Linked DNA regions of Zea mays: region 2 is linked to region 1. A link is a contact called in public Hi-C data. All regions are on one chromosome and are shown on one strand. The core of a region is the stretch at or near the end of the contact, and the rest is flanking DNA. Distances in the headings are between cores, read along the strand shown.

Region 1 (4,250 bases), core at 1,153-3,652:
AACTAAACTAAAAGAACGCCGACGACCGAAGCTCGCATAGCAGGCCAAGCAGTGCGCCCGTGCTGCTGCAACAGCCAACAGCTGCCTTGTCCCGACACCATCGAGTGCGCAAATCTCGGCAAAGATAAGAATGTGGGCGCGCGCGAATCCAGCAAAGCGTGACAGATACGGCCATCGGCAAGGTAGAAGGCACCTGCGGCGCGAAGGAATCCGCTCCCGCGCATCAGCCGAATCGTTCGCCGCCGCCTTCCTCCTCCTCCTCTGCATCCGGGCGCCGTTGTGGACCGGCCGAGGTCAGATACGTCAGTCGGTCAGGACGTGGCGCGGCGCGCGTAACCTAACATACCTCGTGCGGGAGCCGAAACCTTGGGCCGTGGCGTGCGTGCCAGTGCTGCGCCGGCTGGCCACGCCTTGTCTTTTACTGGCCTGGCCTGGCTAATCTTTGCGTGCACCACTGCTCAAGCTCGAGCTCGCCGCCGGGTGGCATAGGCTAGGCGTACGCGCACGCAGGCGCCAGCCGGACCCACGTTACGTGGAGAGCACCTACCTCCGTCCTAAATAAAATAAAAAATATAAGCAGATCAATATTATCAGCGAAAAAATTATGCACTCCCTCTATTTTTATTTTTGTGGTAATTGCACTTTTAGAATTTAAAATTCATTCTAAAATAGATACATCTCTAGTTGTATTTTTTCTAATTACAATCATATTCGTCTCGATCATGCCGGTCCCGAGCCCCGCCCTCAGTTGCTCCTGAGTAGCGTGATGGTGTAATTCAAGTAATTTTGGTCGGCTACGGATAGATAGATAGATAACCGATTTAGCTAAAATCCTATGTAAATTGTTTTTGGCATACGAATGCTTTTAGTTTTCCATGCCTGCTATGGTTTAGTTTTCCATCCGTCGGCAGGCACAGGCGGCCTTTTCTTTTCTCGCCACATGGCTGGATGGAGCGGAAGGATGGATCAGTCGGACGGCCCTGCACTGATGATGGGTCTCGGGCGCGGAGAGGGAGAGTGGAGAGGAGTCACAGCCGATGAGCCGACGCCGGGTCGCCATCCGCCAAAGCCGTTGTGGCGGCGCTGGGAGCGTAATCATCTTCGTCGTCGCCGTCGTCCACCGGCTCGGTCACTATTATCAATCATCATGATGGCTCCGCCGGCCGGACTTTGCCGTTGAAGCTACGTCAGTGCGGATTAATTAGGATTTACCATCACGGGGCGCCTTTTTTTTGTAATCTATCTATCTTTTGTACTGCCACACACGCTTATACCGATAAAGATGACCGCGGCCCGAACCAGAACCACCACCGGGATCGAGTTCCTGCTGGGCGACGCCGCTCTTGGGCGTCCCCGTGTCCTGGGACTAGGAGTTCCGGTTCCAGACGCGGGCGGGCGGGCGGCAATCCAGAGCACGCGTAGGACAGGACGGCAGGCGGCGACCAGCCTAAAATTCAAAGCCGACGCCGTAGGACACACACACACATACACAGCATGTGGAAGGGCATTCCAGTCCAGCACGCGTAGGGTAGGACCAATTAATTCTCCCACGCCCGACTACGATCTGGACTCAGAAACGTGAAAGAATAGGAAGATCGATCTGTGCGGACATTCGGCTACCAAGGACACCGAACGGCGACCAAAACCGAACCCGAAACCAAAGCTGCCGAGTTTGGCAGCGGCCGGTACGGGCGTTCCTGCCATAATCGTGCGGGATTCCCCAACGGAACACCGATACGCATCCAGCATCCATCCTATACTGAGGAACGGAAACCTCAGACCGGTTGGATAACAATGCCAGTCTCGGACATCGCCGCCGCTCCACGCTCCCCCGCTTTCGGCAGCGCCACGGACACCGATGCCTTGTGTGCGGCTTTCCTTTCCGTTGCCTTCGCCCAGGCCTGGAAGCCATCAGAGTCAGAGAACGGCGGCGGAAAGGAGCGGAAAAAAGGGGGAAAAAAGAAAAAAAAAGGCAAAAAAAACCCGTCGCTTTGCTTCGTCTTGAGTTGAGCCACGACGAGCGCTTTTCTGGTAGTGGTACCATGAAAGAAACCCGGGCAATCTTCTCCCCAGTCGCCATCCGTGACCTTGGGCGCTGGCCCCCTACCACGAGACGAGACTCTTCCTCTCCCGGCGCGGCGCCTCTCGTCGCGCCGCGCCGTACTTAGCAGACGCACGCGCGCGATGCGGCGTGGGTCTCTGTGGAGTGTGGACGACTGACTACTGTAGGCTTGCCCGCGCATGCAGCAAGCCAGCAGCATGGCAGCGGGGGAGGTGCCGAGCCCACATGCCATGCCATGTCCTTGTCCTGGGGGTTTCGAACACGGCGCGCGCGGCCTGCCCGCCGGATGTACAGTACTGTACTCCCGAGTCCCGTCTCGGACGGCGCTCCGAGGAACAGAGCGTGGCGAGCGCCTAGACGGGCTGGACGAGGTGAGCTGGATGGCGGAGGGCCGAGGACGACGCTTGCTGGGACAGTCTACACACTGCAGACCGTGCAAGCTGCCGAGACAGGAGTCAAGATTTTAACGCTTTCGAGGCTGGCCAGTGCGAGCGTGTATACTACCTCACCTCACCCTCTGAACGCTGTAAAATCTACTCGCATAAACAAACAACGACTCTAACTCTATCCTCACCCCTGAAGCAGAGCATTGCAAGAGAAAGGGCCAGCAGGACACGCGTCGTCCGCCTACGCAGCGGGAGCGGCGTGCGGCGCCGTTGGCCCGTTGCATAGAAGGATTTCTTTTTCCCGAAGGTGTTAGTCAGGCCCGGCCCTGCTCGGCCCAGCCCATCTATATAAGCGCCCGCCTCTCTCCCCACTTAAAGCAAGCAGCCAGTGTTAATCATAGTAGCTCCACACGCGCGGAGGTAGTATAGCCGGGAGGGGCACAGAGAGAGGAGCGAACGAGAGGAAGGAGCAGCGGCAACTACACGCCAGAGAGAGGGAAGGGGAGGTTGGCCAGAGAGCCGAGAGCAGCCCTGCAGTCGAGAGCATCCGACTGCTAGCTACTAGCAATAGCATAGGCAGATAAGCTCGGGCCGGGCCGGGGCACGCGCACAATGAGGTCGCGGCGGTGGCACAGCGTGGTCGCCGTAGCGCTGGCAGCGGCGGCGTGGTGGTGGTGCGCGGCGGCGCAGGCGCAGGCGCAGGCGCAGCTGAGCCAGAGCTACTACGCGTCGACGTGCCCCGACGTGGAGACGCTGGTCCGCGGCGCCGTCACCCAGAAGCTGCAGGAGACCTTCAACGCGGCGCCGGGCACGCTCCGCCTCTTCTTCCATGACTGCTTCGTCAGGGTACGTACCCCGTCCGTCGTCGTGCTCCACGCTCGCCCGACTCTTGAGAGATGGTCCTGAGTCAGCTGACCGATCGACCTACTCCCCTCCCCTCACAGGGCTGCGACGCGTCCGTGCTGCTGTCGGGCCCCGACGACGAGCACAGCGCGGGCGCCGACACCACGCTGTCCCCGGACGCGCTCGACCTGGTCACCCGCGCCAAGGCCGCCGTGGACGCCGACCCGCGCTGCGCCAACAGGGTGTCCTGCGCCGACATCCTCGCCCTCGCCGCCCGCGACGTCGTCTCCCAGGTACTGTGCTGTGCTGTGTGTTTCCTAGGCTAGGCCGGCCAGGCGGCGTGGCTTATTACGCTTAAACCTTACGCCATCAGCGCACCGTCGTGATAATAATAATCACCCATGCTTGCTACTAGTGCTTTGGAGTGGTTTACGGGGCATGTCAGGCGAGGCCCGGACGACAGCTATGATGAGGCTGCCCATGGCTGTCTGTCCCCTCCCGCATGGGCGAACGAGTGCCGCAGCTGGAGCGCCCGATCCACGCTGCCAGGCGCAGTCGCTGACCCTGAGGCCTGAGCTGTGCCGCAAGTCCGCAACCATGCATCCTAGTCCCGTCATGTCCAGCAACCAACCAGGCCTCTGACCGCAGAGGAGGGGGGAGGGAAGGGAAAAACAGGGGATTGGGTTTTTGTGTGTGTGTGTGTGTGTGTGTGGGCGGGGTGTGTGGTCGTGGTCCTTGCTTGCTGCCCGTCCTGTCGTAATTCTGCTGTCCCCGGCTCATTCACTCGGAGCAACAAACAACACATCACAGATTCACAGCAAAGCACAGCACGCGGGCCAGAGCCAGACTTCAGAGCTGGGTGTGGGTGCTGGCCGGCCGACGACGCCCGCCGTTTGTCACTGCTGCCTGCGTCCCCGCCCCCCCCCCCCCCCCCCCCCCCCCCCCCCCTTTGAATTCTT
Region 2 (4,250 bases), core at 1,256-3,755, 190 kb after region 1:
TAGCAGTACACCAAAAAAGCCGCGGCGCTTTCCTTACTTTCCACCTCACGCAAAGAGAGACAAAAGAATTTCTAGCAGGCAGCAGTACAACTACACAAGCACGCTTCAGCTTTCGTATGGTTCCCTAACCCCCGACCCGCCCGACGCAAGCCGCCAAAACCTCACCTGCGCAGCCGCACGCACGGGCACGGGCACGCACCGCCCCCGGCCGGTCGCCACACCTCCGGTCCGGGGCCGGCCGCAGGGGATCCGCGGCCAAGCCTCGATGCCCGCGGCGGCATCTGCGGGCGGGGACGCAACCAATCCGCGCCGCACGTACCACCAGCCACAGCCAGAGAGCCAACAGGACCAACACACCCGCCTCGAGATTCCCGCGAAAGCAACATCCCTTCCGCGTCTCCTCCTCGCTCTCCGGCGCGGCTTCCGAGGCGGGCCGGCGTGGCCCCGGACGAAAGTAGGGAGCGCCCCCCCCCCCCCCCCCCCCCCCCCCCCCCGCCAGTTACATATATAATTCCCACGCTGCCCATCACGTGACGCGCCGCCGACCGCGGAGTAGAGAGCCGAGACGGGAGGGCCAGCGCGCCGCCGCTTTATACTGATCTGTGTAATTCCGTGGCATCTCAGGGGGTAGTTTGGCATGAACGACGTCGACGGCGGAAAAGCTTTCTCCCGGCTGCAACGTGGGGTCCCGACCCACGCAGGCCTAGGCGATAGGGCCGTTACGCACGGCCGGGGTCCCCACGTGGCGCCCACCAGCTCGACCCGGGCCACCGCCGGGCGCCACCGCCGCCGGCTCGTGGCTCGCCCTCGCACGCTCCGGCGCGGATGGGCGGGAGACGGCGCACCCCCGCCAGCTCCGACACGCTGCGCACGCCGATGGCGCTCCTGGCGTTGCCGGAGTTCACGGCCGCGGAGCAGGAGTGGCGGCCGGCGTCGGTGACCAGGAACTCGGCGCGGACGAACATGAGGTCGGACGGTCGCAGGTCGCTCCACCGCTGCTGCGCCGCGGGGGCCGTCTCGCCCTTGCACCCGCCCGCGGTGCTCACCAGGATGCGGTGCCCGAACCGCCGGTCGAACGCCACCGGGTCTGGCTCTGCCACCACGGCCGCCGGCTCCACCAGCAGCACGCGGTCCTTCCGCACCTTGGCGCCGTCGAAGCAGCCGACGGCGACGCCGCCGTCGGCCGACCGCCGCGAGGCCGGGCCGACACGCCCAGGCGCGCGCACTGACCCCGTGGAGTGCCGGCCAGAGATCCTCCTACCGGACTGCGCGGGCGTTGGGGCTGGAGCTGGAGGCGGAGCCGGAGCCGGCTCTTTGCCCGCCGCCGCCGCCGCCGCCGCCTTCGTCTCCGGTGGGTCAGGAGGGCCCGTGGTAGACGGCTTGGGCGGCTCCGGGAGGAGGAGGACGTCCTCCGGGTCGACGCGGGAGCGGCAGAGCGGGCAGGTGGAGTGCGCGTCGAGCCACGTGTCCACGCACTCGACGTGGAAGCCGTGGCGGCACTTGGGCAGGAGGCGGAGCGCCTCCGTGGGCTCGAACCGGCCGAGGCAGACGGCGCACTCGAGGCCTTCCTTCTGCCCGCGCAGCGCGCCGAAGCGGAAGACGGGGAGGGACTCCACGACGGCGCGGTCGACGCCGGAGTTCCTCCGGTCCCCGCCCGCGCCGTTGCCGGAGGACCCGAACCCACCGCCCGAGCCGGCGCTCCCGTAGGGCCCCGACGACTCCGCAGCGCTGCGCTTGCAGTGCTTGGCGTAGAGAAGGAGCAGGAACGTGATGGAGAAGACGCTGGTGAGGATGCCGACGACGACGGCCACCCCGGGGCGGAACGGCGTGGCCGAGGAGGGCGGCGGCGACGGCAGCGGCGACTCGATCGCGCCGTCGTAGTCCGACAGCAGGAGCCGCCGCGCCGGCTCCATCGCCTCCTCTCGCAGCAGCAGGCGATCGGTCGAGGCCGTGACCGACACAGGAGCCAGTGAGCCACACCACAAGCGCTGCTGCTGCCGGGTGCGGGTGGCGCTGCCGATGCTGCCACCACAAGCGTTCGCGATTTGTAACCAAGAGGTAGTAGGGGTAGTAATAATAGCGGTGGAGACTAGGAGTGAAGCAGCAGCAGGCTAGGCTAGGCTACTAGCCCCAGAAGTGGGCGCGGTGAGCCGATCTCCCGGCGATGGGGCCTCGTGGCGGGGAGACGAGGCCGTGGGGGCCTCGGTTGGTGGGGTCCAGGTCAGCTGCGCTGCTCCGCCGGTGAGGCCACCCGCGTGCGGCTTGTCGCCGAGTGATGAATCGAGCTGAGCTGATGAACGAGTGGCATCAGTACAGTGGAGTACAGTACACAGGGACACTGACAGTTTAGTTGTGGCTCGGTGGGGCCATGTGTCAGACGAGGAACTTAATAGTTTATTTAATTTATTTTTTTCTGAATAATAAATAGGAAGAGCGCAGCAGCTGCATATGTAGCGATGAGAATATCTTTGTCGTATGTTAATTCGTCTTTCCTTTTGGATTCGGAGCGAATAATAATACTTGGATGAGGATGAAAAATGGATTTTTCTATAGTCGACGGTGTAAAATAGGGGATGTGTAACTCTAGATGACACTTTACAAAGTGAAGTTTAAAATATGAATGAGATAAGAAATCGCATACGAGGCTACTAGAGTCGACCTCAGACTTAAATGTGGATATAGAGATGGATGCATATTAAAATAGTCAAGTGTGTATACATAGAAAAATTTATATTATCAAAATTTAGATCTTTTTTGGTAGGGCTCTTTCAAATGCTCCTTCAATAATTTTTTTGAAAAAAAATCTCTAAATGAGAGGCTCTTCTATTGACTTCTTCGTAAAAATAAGGAGAAGCTGCCCTAGAAACGGAGCGAAGCTGGAAGCCTGGGACTGCTGGAACTAAAAAAGGGACTTCTTCGACTCTATTTATAAAATTAGGAGAATAATGTTTCCAACTAAATAGTCTCTTTGGAGTAAGATGTTTTTTTCAAGAAAAAGTAAGAGCCATAGCTAAAGTTGTTGATGCAAGATCCTATCAAATAGACCCTTAGTCAACACTAACAAGTAGTCGGCAAAAATCTTAATAGTGTGTTTGGTTTGAGGATTGAGCTAGCGCAATATCTTCTCACTCCTCACTTTTTTCGTTTGGTTTATTAAATAGAATGAGTTGATCCATCACCACTTCATTCCTCATAGTTAGTTAATATTAATACGAGAAATGAGGTCATTCCACTAAATTTAAGGATTGAACACATGATGCACCACTTCATTTTTTATGAGTGATTCCTCATATCACATCAACATAATTAACATTTAAAAAGTTATCCCCACTCATAAATGCAAAGTAAGCCAGATCTCAATCTCAAATTTATAATGTCACACGGTCACGTCATAAAACCAAAAAAAAATCCCAGCTAACAAACTCTTTTTTTGTTATTATCATGAATTACTCTTAAGTTTTAGTGGACGAAGATAACCTATCGCTTATCCTATACTAAACGTCAACTAATCTGCATAAAATAAAATTTACAGATCGTTCTATATTCGGACCTACATTCACACACAAACAATCGGAATTGGATCGTCTATATACGAAAGCAAAAAAATCAATATCCGTCCCACTTGCCGCTCAGCCGCCTGGGCTGGGGAGCAGAGAGACAAGGATCCCTGTTTCAAGCGACTAATCTACTCCGTCTTGGCACGCATTTACCTAGGTGGGAGGTTACTTTTTGGACAGCCCGTCAAAACAAATCGCTCGGGGCGAGGCGAAGGGGGGCCAAGATGTTAACCCCCCACCGCTTTTTAAAACTGGCTCTCGCAGCATGGCGCGCCTGAGATCGAACGGAGCTCGTGCGCGCGCCTGCGCAGCGAGGGAATGAATGCCCCCGTCCCAGGAAAAAAAACGATCAGAGCAGTGGGCAGGGCGTGGCTCGTGTCGTGGGCGCGATTAGCGCTTCAGCCGCTGCCCGCTGACACTGCTTCGGCGGGCAGGCACGGCCTGGCCCGCATGGCGGTCATGGCAGAGCAGATGGTGCGAGTGGCGGTGCTCCGTTCCGCGTGTCATCCATCCATGTACGCCCTGCCATCCCCCCCTGCTCTGCGAATTTTAAATGTTTCCTGCCAAAAATAATAATAATTTTGGTAGGGCGCCCCGTCCGGCCGTCCCCGTGCGGGTGCGGTGGCAGGCAACCCGCAGCCTCAGGCCCTCAGCCTAGGATTGGCTGCAGGACCGGTGCCGCATTTCCCGTTC

Evidence for each region. A called contact is a pair of places that touch in the nucleus more often than the background predicts.
Region 2: a contact with region 1 is called in a Hi-C map of tassel, with 5 times the contacts expected there. The contact joins the promoter of LOC103626372 here to the promoter of LOC111589307 in region 1. A contact is called at or near these places in 8 of 25 Hi-C or Micro-C datasets (bundle sheath, ear, endosperm and 4 more).

Annotation. Positions count from the first base shown.
Region 1 is chr5:55,191,825-55,196,074 of Zm-B73-REFERENCE-NAM-5.0, forward strand. LOC111589307 reads right to left here and starts at 2,403. Exons shown (of 2, transcript XM_023300124.2): 1 at 1,984-2,403; 2 at 620-1,901. The coding sequence starts at 2,294. The coding sequence ends at 1,571. It overlaps LOC100286338, which reads left to right and starts at 2,846. Exons shown (of 4, transcript NM_001159225.1): 1 at 2,846-3,294; 2 at 3,393-3,584. The coding sequence starts at 3,061.
Region 2 is chr5:55,386,569-55,390,818 of Zm-B73-REFERENCE-NAM-5.0, forward strand. It overlaps LOC103626372 (RING-H2 finger protein ATL43), which reads right to left and starts at 2,506. Exons shown (of 1, transcript XM_008646778.4): 1 at 1-2,506. The coding sequence starts at 1,913. The coding sequence ends at 720.